Regions from separate parts of the Gasterosteus aculeatus genome. Here region 1 is linked to region 2. Evidence: chromatin contacts called from public Hi-C data. All regions are on one chromosome and are shown on one strand. The core of a region is the stretch at or near the end of the contact, and the rest is flanking DNA. Distances in the headings are between cores, read along the strand shown. Region 1 has its middle 40 kb from the start of LOC144405495. Region 2 holds the start of slitrk6 (SLIT and NTRK-like family, member 6).

Region 1 (4,381 bases), core at 379-2,878, 100 kb before region 2:
AAATGAGAGCTATAAATAATATTGTAATTGCTCCAAATGGAGTTTTAATTGCCACCGTTACGGCAGGTTCCTCTTCCCAACAAGAGGACGAGTACAAGCTATTTGTATGTTTTTGTGTGTGCAGGAAGTTCGGTGAGAACGCCAGATGTTTTTGCACAGACAATGCCCATTGATAAACTGCAGGGAACCGAAAAAAACAATAGTCAGGCGAGAAGGCTAGCTTCCATCTGCCGTCCACGGTCACAAGTCGGAGTGCAAACAGCATCCGCTCAGCGCACCGGAAAAACGCTTTGAGCGGATACTCGTCACGGCGGCGGCTCCAGCTGGCGGCTTGCAGTAAAGCCAAAGTAATTAAAGCAGCATTGTGACAAAACGAGGCGTGGGGTTCGACACGGGTGTGGGGTAATACGCACACTGTTGCATGATGGGAAAGTGAGGACGGACCGTTGCGGCCACTTTCTGTTGACCTGTCTCCGAGGAGTAGAATCTGCTGGTTGCTCTGCTCTTACGGGAGGTACCAAAAGGCCTCCGTCGTTTAGTGCACGCTGATCTCGGCCGTAGATGTGCTCCCTGCATTTCAACACCGTGTCCTCCTATCCGCCGTCTGCCGAACAAAACGGATGCTTTGCACGCTTCCCTCATCGTGAGATGTTTTCACAAATGGCCCTTATTTTCTCAGATTGCCGGGATAATGAGCGGAGAGTTGCAAAGATGAGCAGTTTTTTTTTCTATGCCGTTGTTGTTGTTGTTGGTGCCTACAAAGGCGCGATTATCTATTCATTATCTGCCTCACTTGAGAGGTGCAGCCGTATGGAGCTGAGAGACGTCCCATTCGGGTTTCAAATAGAGCGCCGGAGAAAACGAGTTATTCAAGCCCTTGTTTTGTGATGCCGCTGACTTCAGATCAGCGGCCTTCTGTCCTACTTCGCAGTGACCACAGGCTTTTCCGTGGCTCATGTGATCATTGCCATTGTTGGCCGGAGTCAAAAAACAATGTCACGTGTGATTGCCAGCTGAGCCACCAGGAAGCCCACAGGCCTTTTTTTTTTTTTATGAGTCAGATTTTATTTGGTTCATTTCATTTATCCTGTAAAAACACATCATGCACATATGGAGAAATCACTGAGGGTGCTGGCATTACATCGAGAATTATTTAGTTAGAAAAAAAGGTTGTTCCAACGGTAAATCCCGTCCGTCATTGCTTTGGAAACAGCCACGGTGTGTGTGCGCGGCGTGACGGAGCTCTGTTTTTATCTCCTTTTTAAAATTAAAAACTGAGCTTATGTTATTTTTGGCGGCAGAAATGTATTCAAATACCCCCGACCAAGCAAATAAAATAATCATAAATAATAAAATCACACAGTCCGAGTCATCTGGACATTGTAGATTAGCGCTCTGACTTCTGAGTTTAATCATTTTCTTTTTTGAAGGGTGAAAATCTGCACGCGCAATTTTTTTTGAGCAGAGGTTTTGAGCTAACTCCCTGCATGACCTTATCTGTACAACATGCCACTCCGGGGAGATTTTCTTCAAAATGACACCAAATCCTGTCTAGCAGAGGGAATAAATCGTGGACTGCCTGCATCACTGGTACAGCCGCTCCAGTGCACGAGGCTTTGGACGTGTGCGCACATGCACACCGGCTGTGTGTCGGCGCATTTTGTCTCCCTTTGAAGCAACGGTATGACTCGTTTGTTATTCGAGGAGTTGTTTTTCTGGCTTCTCCCCAAAAGGTCACTGACAAGTCAAATGACTCCAGGAAGAAACTTTTTCTCCCCGGATGATGTAAATCTATATTACATATTTAATGAAGAATATATTTGGATGCAATACTCTGTTATAAAAGTCGATTACATTAACCAAACTAACAAAACACAGTCGGGGTGAAAGGGGCTGTTTGGATGTTTTGAAGTTGTGTGAGATAATTCTTAATAGATTGATCACTGGATGGGTCGGGTAGTTAGTGCAGGCAGAGGGAGGGGGAGTGTGGGGGGGCTGGAAATTGATGCTGTCCCGATAGCATCAATTCATCTTCTGTCCACAGCGTGAAACATAAAGACCCAATTAGTCAAATTGTCCTGGTTGGAGACGTCTTCAGACTTCAATATGGACATGCTGAGTTGCAGAAGTAAGCTAAAATGATACTGCGGCGGTGAGCTTTTGGGTACGTGTGTACTGCAGAGGTCATCTTCCAACTGTGAAGTGATCCGTCACACCTGCATCCCAATTTACCCACAGTTTTTTTTTCATCTGTTAAAACAGAACTGCAGTCAGTGTAATGACAACGTGTTGCTATATTGCATTGCCTTCAAAAAACACCACTGTAAAAACTGATAAGAGCTGCATGAAGAAACGATGCTCAGAAGGGTAAAGAGGCACTCGGGCAATTCCATTTCACCCTTTTGAGATCAGCCTCCTTGTCGTGGGGAGTCCTAGTCAGCCAGAGCTCTCTGAAGTCTCACCATGTCATAAGGGTTTGTGCCCCGAGTCTGCCGATTCATATTTAAAGGCTTAAGGAAAAAGTGAGTAGCATTAGGGGAAATGTAGGCTCAAGTGGTTTGGAACCATATTAATGACTAAAAGTCATCATATTCTTTATTTACCTGTCCATCATTATTGTTCAGTCAGTCTCTTTTAATTCTCTGTTGAATTATTCAGAATATTGTGTTCGTAGTTTCAGCCACTCAACCTATTTTGTTGACTAAGAAATGACTGATGCAGGAATTATTAAGATTTCCTTTCTGTAAAATCCACCAAAACCACAAAGTCCTGCATACATTATCATAATTATGTGCATATCTGCAAGGTTTACCAAGAAGTTTCCAAATGTTTTAGCAAATTTGGCATGAACACATGATCCTCATCTTGCTTTTCACCTGACATCCCTTCATGATAATCAGCATAGCCAATGGGGATTACATAACTTCTCCTCTCCTTGTCAATGAGTCAAACGTAATTGTAGGTCTCTATTGGCGTTCTTTGTCAAACAAAGATCTGTACACGTGTTGGGTGGGCGCACTCATTGTCACGGGATTAAAGACCACCGAGCTAATTCAGCAGAGTAATAAAAGGATTTCTGTAACCGGCAGATTAATAGGATTTAGGCACTTAAACAGTTTTCGGTCTTGTCGAAGCTGAAAACACTTTTCACTCCAGCAGGCCAAGAGGAGGGGGGGGGGCATTGAAAATCCGTTGTCAGCCACTTACTAAAGGAGCCCCAGAGCATCAGCCACCTGGGTGTCTCTTGATGCCCTTTTGTGAGAGCCGCTAAGAGTATCGCATGTGTCTCGGTTCAGATACCCCCCCCCCCCCCCCCCCCCATCTCTCCACGGTGACTAAGTGGAAGAAGTAAACTGGTGATCCCGCCACCAAAGCCCCGCCAGCGGGTGTGTGAGATTGGCCCTTTTGTGCACGGACGTCCCCCCCCCCACCGTCTGCGGCAACACCTCGGATGGTGTTGCATGAAAACGATGAGGCGAGAGCTCATCAGAGCGGGATGCGCGGCGGTTTTAACGGGGGGAGCGCTTGTTTTCAGAATCCCTGCAACCATCCCGGCACCAATTTCTTAGAGACAGCGAGGCCCGTTCCGCTCCGTCGGACTGTGTTTGTGTCCGCGAGCCCTATTAGCTTCGGAAGCTCGGCCTCTTCAGAGTTTCAACATTCAGCCGAACGATGGAAACATAATTGCTTTCTTGTGGCAATATTTTACTTCACACCAACTGTCTGTTACAGTTATTTTCTCAATATTGCATACTTTCTGAAGATAATAGCACTGGTTTTATTTAGCTGTCATCCTCCTATCGATCATTTGTTGTCTTAAATATGGTTTCCAAAACGGTGCTGGCTCCTTCCAAAGTCTTTGGTTTGAGTGGAAACATTTCATGCTTCTATGTGAGTTGAGAAAGTTTGACTTTTTTTTTCCACTTTTGTATAGTCATAACAGGTCAAGCTGAAAACGGGGGTCCGTATCTTCCCGAAAGGCTACAATTTGGAGAAAGTGAGGACACGCTGAGCTGAAACTTTTTTTTGGCCCCCATGAAACCACTTAACAAACTCCTGAAGCTTCTTAAGCACTACTCCGGCCTGACTCTTTCACACCATGTCCGCTGATGTGCACTTTATCCACGTGTAGAGCAAAAACACGCAGGCTGAACCTGAGGGCCGTGCTACATAAATGAAGTCAATCAACAGAAGAACGAATGGGCAAACAAGCTGGTGTGAATATTTTAAACCTTCGCTTCTCTTCCAGTCACATAATCACCACATGTTTCGCAAATATTTGTCTGCACTCAAAACCCATCTTTTCTTTCCGCCCGTTTGTGTGCGTGTCTCTACTACACTACAGCCCCGAGCACGCCGCTCCATCTTGTGGGGGGGGGTC
Region 2 (4,462 bases), core at 1,273-3,772:
TTTGCTCTAAGCCGTACTGCAACACACAAAGCAGGTAATACAACCGACCTGGCTTAGCAGCACAGGAGGGACTTTCTTATTCACTTGGAGGTCACCACCCAACACTGGCGTGCCTCCATTAATATTTAAAGTCGGGCCGATTTTGCTCAGCCTCCTCGTCCGCTAACCCCTGGGTTAGAGACCGCGAGAAGAAAGCAAGATAGCGAGACCTGTTGTGTCCAGCTGGGGGTCGTTCCGTCCAGCCTGACGTGGGATAGCAGATAAGAGGCCCCCTGCACTCTACTGCCTCTGTGCACGCGTGTTGTCCTCCCCCCTACCACTGCTTGTGTACGTGCACGAGGCTCTGACTGTCCATCAACTTTCCCCGGAGCGCCTTGCAGTGTTCCCCGCCACCAATTATTATGGCCAGGACTTGTCCCTTCGCTCCTCTGTATCGGAAGTGATGCGGCCTGCCCTGCAGGGTCGACACCACCTCTACACCCACATATCTGCAGAGAGTCCCCGCCAGCACCCGCGGGTCCTCCACCGCCATCCTAGGAGAGATGATGATTATGACATCCTCCCACTCAGGAGGCAAGAGATGGTTCAACTCCCCTGCCCCTAGTTTCAGACCCTTTTTCATTTTTTTTTTTTTGGGAGGGTGATTCAATATTCCGTAGGCTCGCGGTGCTTTCTCCATGTCACAGAGGAGGCAGCGGCTCTGCAGTATGTGTCCGCGGGCTCCCTCTGTGCGAAAGTAGTGTGCTTTAATAAAGTTTCACAAAGCCCCCTCGCTCTAAAAACAGCAGACTACCCTCACCAGTCACCAATTTCCCGGCTCCCCGGTCGGATTCACACATTGCATTGACGCCTATTCAAAAACGCATCTGTGCTCTCATTCACTGCGAGGCCATATGTTTAGTTGGGGTCCAATCCATAATGGTTGTTTATTGGCATTGAGCCCGCAGCAGTCTTAAAATGAATTTAAGTACATATTTGCGGACATCTTGTCAACATGAGAAAGCTGGAACATGAGCAATTAGCAGCGTACAAAACTCTCTTGTGTGAATCACCCCTTTTGAACGATACGTTAAATTGGCCCGCAAACCCTCCATCAATAATTTATCTAGTGCTGTTCAGGCACAGGAGGCTGGAACGGCCCGCATTTATGGCATGGGGGGATTATAACTATACTATTAACCAGCGATGCATCGAAGCAAATAATTAGGACCCTAACTCAATATGCAATTCACAATTAACAGATAATTATACTGTTCTTCTCCCCCTAATTAACTTGTATTTAAGTGGGAATATAACCCTGCATTGTGGGGTTTGGGGGTGACTGATTAAATTCGACTTGTATGTGGCATTTAATCTATCCCAATCTTCAATGCAACCAAATATATGCTTAACGTCAAAAACGCTGTGTGGCGCGACCACGAGCACCCAAGATATGCTTGATTTAGAAAAAATGAAAATGACTCGGCTGGCGTCCAGTCGTGATGCGGTCCTCATTAAGCACACCTGCGACCACCGACGGTGTTTACGCACGCTCGTACGCGGAGGATCCGTATGGAGCGACGCTAAAGGGGAAATAGAGCCCACTCGGAGTTGCGCAGCGTGTGGGCACATCACCGATCCCGATTAACATACGCGTAGGATACAGTAACTGCGGGTGGCAAGCGGCCAGGTGTGCGCGAGGTAATGGAGCCCCCTCAGGAAAACTCCGTGCGCACCCCGCCTCTCTCTCTCTCTCTCTCTCTTGTCAGTTCCAGGCACTTTTTTTTTTTGACAGGACTTCTTGTTAAATCATGCTGGTGATCGCGTTATGTGGACCCGTCAGTCCATATACGGTACTGTGCATTTTATAGGAATGTAGTTGCAACCAGCCCGTGATGGACACCTGGATTCCTTGAGACTTGTATTATTATTATACAAGATGATTAAAAAAAAAACTTCCATACAAAACACCTAGTCAATTAAAACAAGTAACTACAGAAATGAATGCTTTTTGTGGCTTACCGTCTAAAACAGATGAAAACAGGAGGATGCTATTCCAAATGTCACCGTACTCAGTCCATCAGTACGCGAGAGGAACCGATGCACCGGAGAGGGAATAACCTCTAAAACACCCTCCGGTCCCTTAAAAAAGAAGAAAAAGAAACAAGCTGACACATAAAGAAACTTCACAGGATCCGTCAGTCCACAATTGTCCTCTCGGGTCCACTGTCTTTTTTTTTTCTCCTGGAGGCTGTAAGACACTGATTATTCCCTTTGCGCGAGGAGCTCGCGGAGAGGGTTTCTTCTCTCCGGTCCCGGGATGATCGAGCGTCGCCCTCCTCGCCGCAGCCTCCTCAGAATTAATTAGGATTAAGTTTTTAGACGCGCTCCACGGGGACAACAACACACGGCTGTGATTAAAACCCACTCCGTTGTCCCTTCTCTTACGGGCCACTCGGAAGGATGAGGGGCGCGCACCGGGTCCAGCTCATGCGCCGCGCCGCGCGCTCTGCGTGGTTAAACCAATCTGCGATACGTTGGAGTTGCTCCGCAATTTGCATGCTGTAGAAGGTGGACGACCGAGACTGGAAGATGCATGAAGTCAGCCACAATACATGTAGGGAGTTCTCATGGTGTCTTTCAAAATAAAAGCCCAGAGCTAAAAAGAACACAGGCTCCTTTGAATTTATAAGAGTTTTTTTTCTTTTGTTATTATGGGTTTTTATCTCACAATTAGACTAAAATGGAAGGGATTATATAGACTAAACAATTTCCTGTAAAGTAAAATAATACTATATTTAGTGAATGAAAATGTGTTTCTGCTTCCCAACCAAATGTTCTGGAATTTTATTTAGGATGGAAAAGTCACTCAACTTCCGGGATTTCCCGGTCTATGTATGGCTGTTGATGGTACAACTGGGACAACTCTGTAGCAGTTTAACAGAGCTCCTCCTCTGCTTTCTTACAATGCTTAAAGAAAAGGAGCATTTGCACTGAGGAGCTTTAAATAGCCTGGCTGCTGCACGATGGAAGCAATGCTCCAAAATAAAGACCTAGTCGGCAAATACAATTTAAAACAACTCCGAAAACAAAATACAAAAAGAGGCAGGCCTTATGAGGGAGGGTGTTTAATTGTGCAGCAGCTAATTCTTTCAGCACAGACACATGCATATATTGCACACGTTCCATTTTGAGTGTTCAAGCTGGTCTGTGTCTTTTGAATGGCAAGGCGGCTCCAGCTTTGATTAATCAGAACAACACATAGCCACTGATTCGTCTGCATGTAAACCCTGACTGACGGAGCAAGTCCTTGCAGGTAATTCAACCCAGATCGAGGTGGTTAGGGTTCGGGTTAAGGAAGTCTAAAGGGAAAAATGACAACCTTGGAAACACTTGTAATGGAAAAGGTTCACCACGCACCCGGGTGTGTTTCTAGTTTGATGTATTGAAGGAAAAATCAATAGTTGACCGTGCATGCCTCTTTAATGACGGTGATAACGTCTTAAAAGCGTTGGAGTCTTTTGCAATGTCACTCTCCCAATAACTCCCCCTGCTTCGCTCTCTTTCAGAGTAAATACACTGTGTCCTTTCAGTGGCCTTCCAGTTAATGAAGGTCACAAAAAGCCACCAATCACTTTTGTCAGTAAGTTCTTTATGTGCTGTTCCAAAGCAATCTGGGTGCCTTATCAAACTGACTAATGGCAAATAAGACAGAGAGGAGAGCAATATCTGTTTTGTGTTTGCCATTGTGGACCGGGACAACGAGGTGTGGGTACCCGTCATCTCAATCTTTTCACTTATCTGTTGTCCAAACACAAAATGAGGTGGGCCTAAAAAAATACAACCCGTGCAGATGGGACTTTAACAGTCAACCTTTTCCGGGTAAAGTGAATGGTGCTTGTTGGTCTTCAGTGGTGCTTTTTGAGAGGATAAAATAAAAAAAGAGAGCAGGGAACCGGTGCGATGTTACATTCCTGTCAGTCTACAAAACATGACCCCTGTGTAGCAGTCGTTTAAAGCTTTAAATGCTTCAACGTTCAAACACAATGTCACGCCTTGCATTTCGCTTCATAGCTCTGGTCCATGTTTTTTTTTTCTTCTGTTGGATGTGCCATAGTTTAAGTGTATGCACAGCAACAAAATATTTAAAGAGACTTGTCATGCATTGGATTTGGTTAAGGCTCTCGACGCTGATGCTGAATTAATTCTATTCATGAGAGCTGTTTTTTTTTTTAATACCATGGGCGCCCTTCTGTCGATTTTCCCCTGCTGTAAGTTTGCAGGCTTTAAAATACAGAGCCAAGCGCTCTAGGCTGCAATACATGCATCTGGTTTTAACATCGACTGAAAAAAGTAGGGTGACACTCGCAGAGGAACCATCTGTTGGCAACTGCTCAAACACACCTGTCCTATTTTAATCATCACCACCATCTATCTAGCATCAGCAGAGGCAAAAATAAGCTCCCCTTTCTCCCGGTGCTCC

What was found. A called contact is a pair of places that touch in the nucleus more often than the background predicts.
Region 1: a contact with region 2 is called in a Hi-C map of liver, with 7 times the contacts expected there. The contact joins the enhancer-like site here to the promoter of slitrk6 in region 2. A contact is called at or near these places in 5 of 6 Hi-C or Micro-C datasets (liver, skeletal muscle, tail fin and 1 more).

The regions. Positions count from the first base shown.
Region 1 is chr1:25,328,493-25,332,873 of fGasAcu3.hap1.1, reverse strand. No RefSeq gene overlaps it. Among protein-coding and RNA genes, the nearest start is that of LOC144405495, 40 kb to the left of the region's middle. Within about 2 kb of position 1,628, at least 3 of the 9 cell types and tissues checked have open chromatin away from gene starts, as enhancers often do.
Region 2 is chr1:25,224,484-25,228,945 of fGasAcu3.hap1.1, reverse strand. It overlaps slitrk6 (SLIT and NTRK-like family, member 6), which reads right to left and starts at 2,522. Exons shown (of 2, transcript XM_040187383.2): 1 at 2,002-2,522.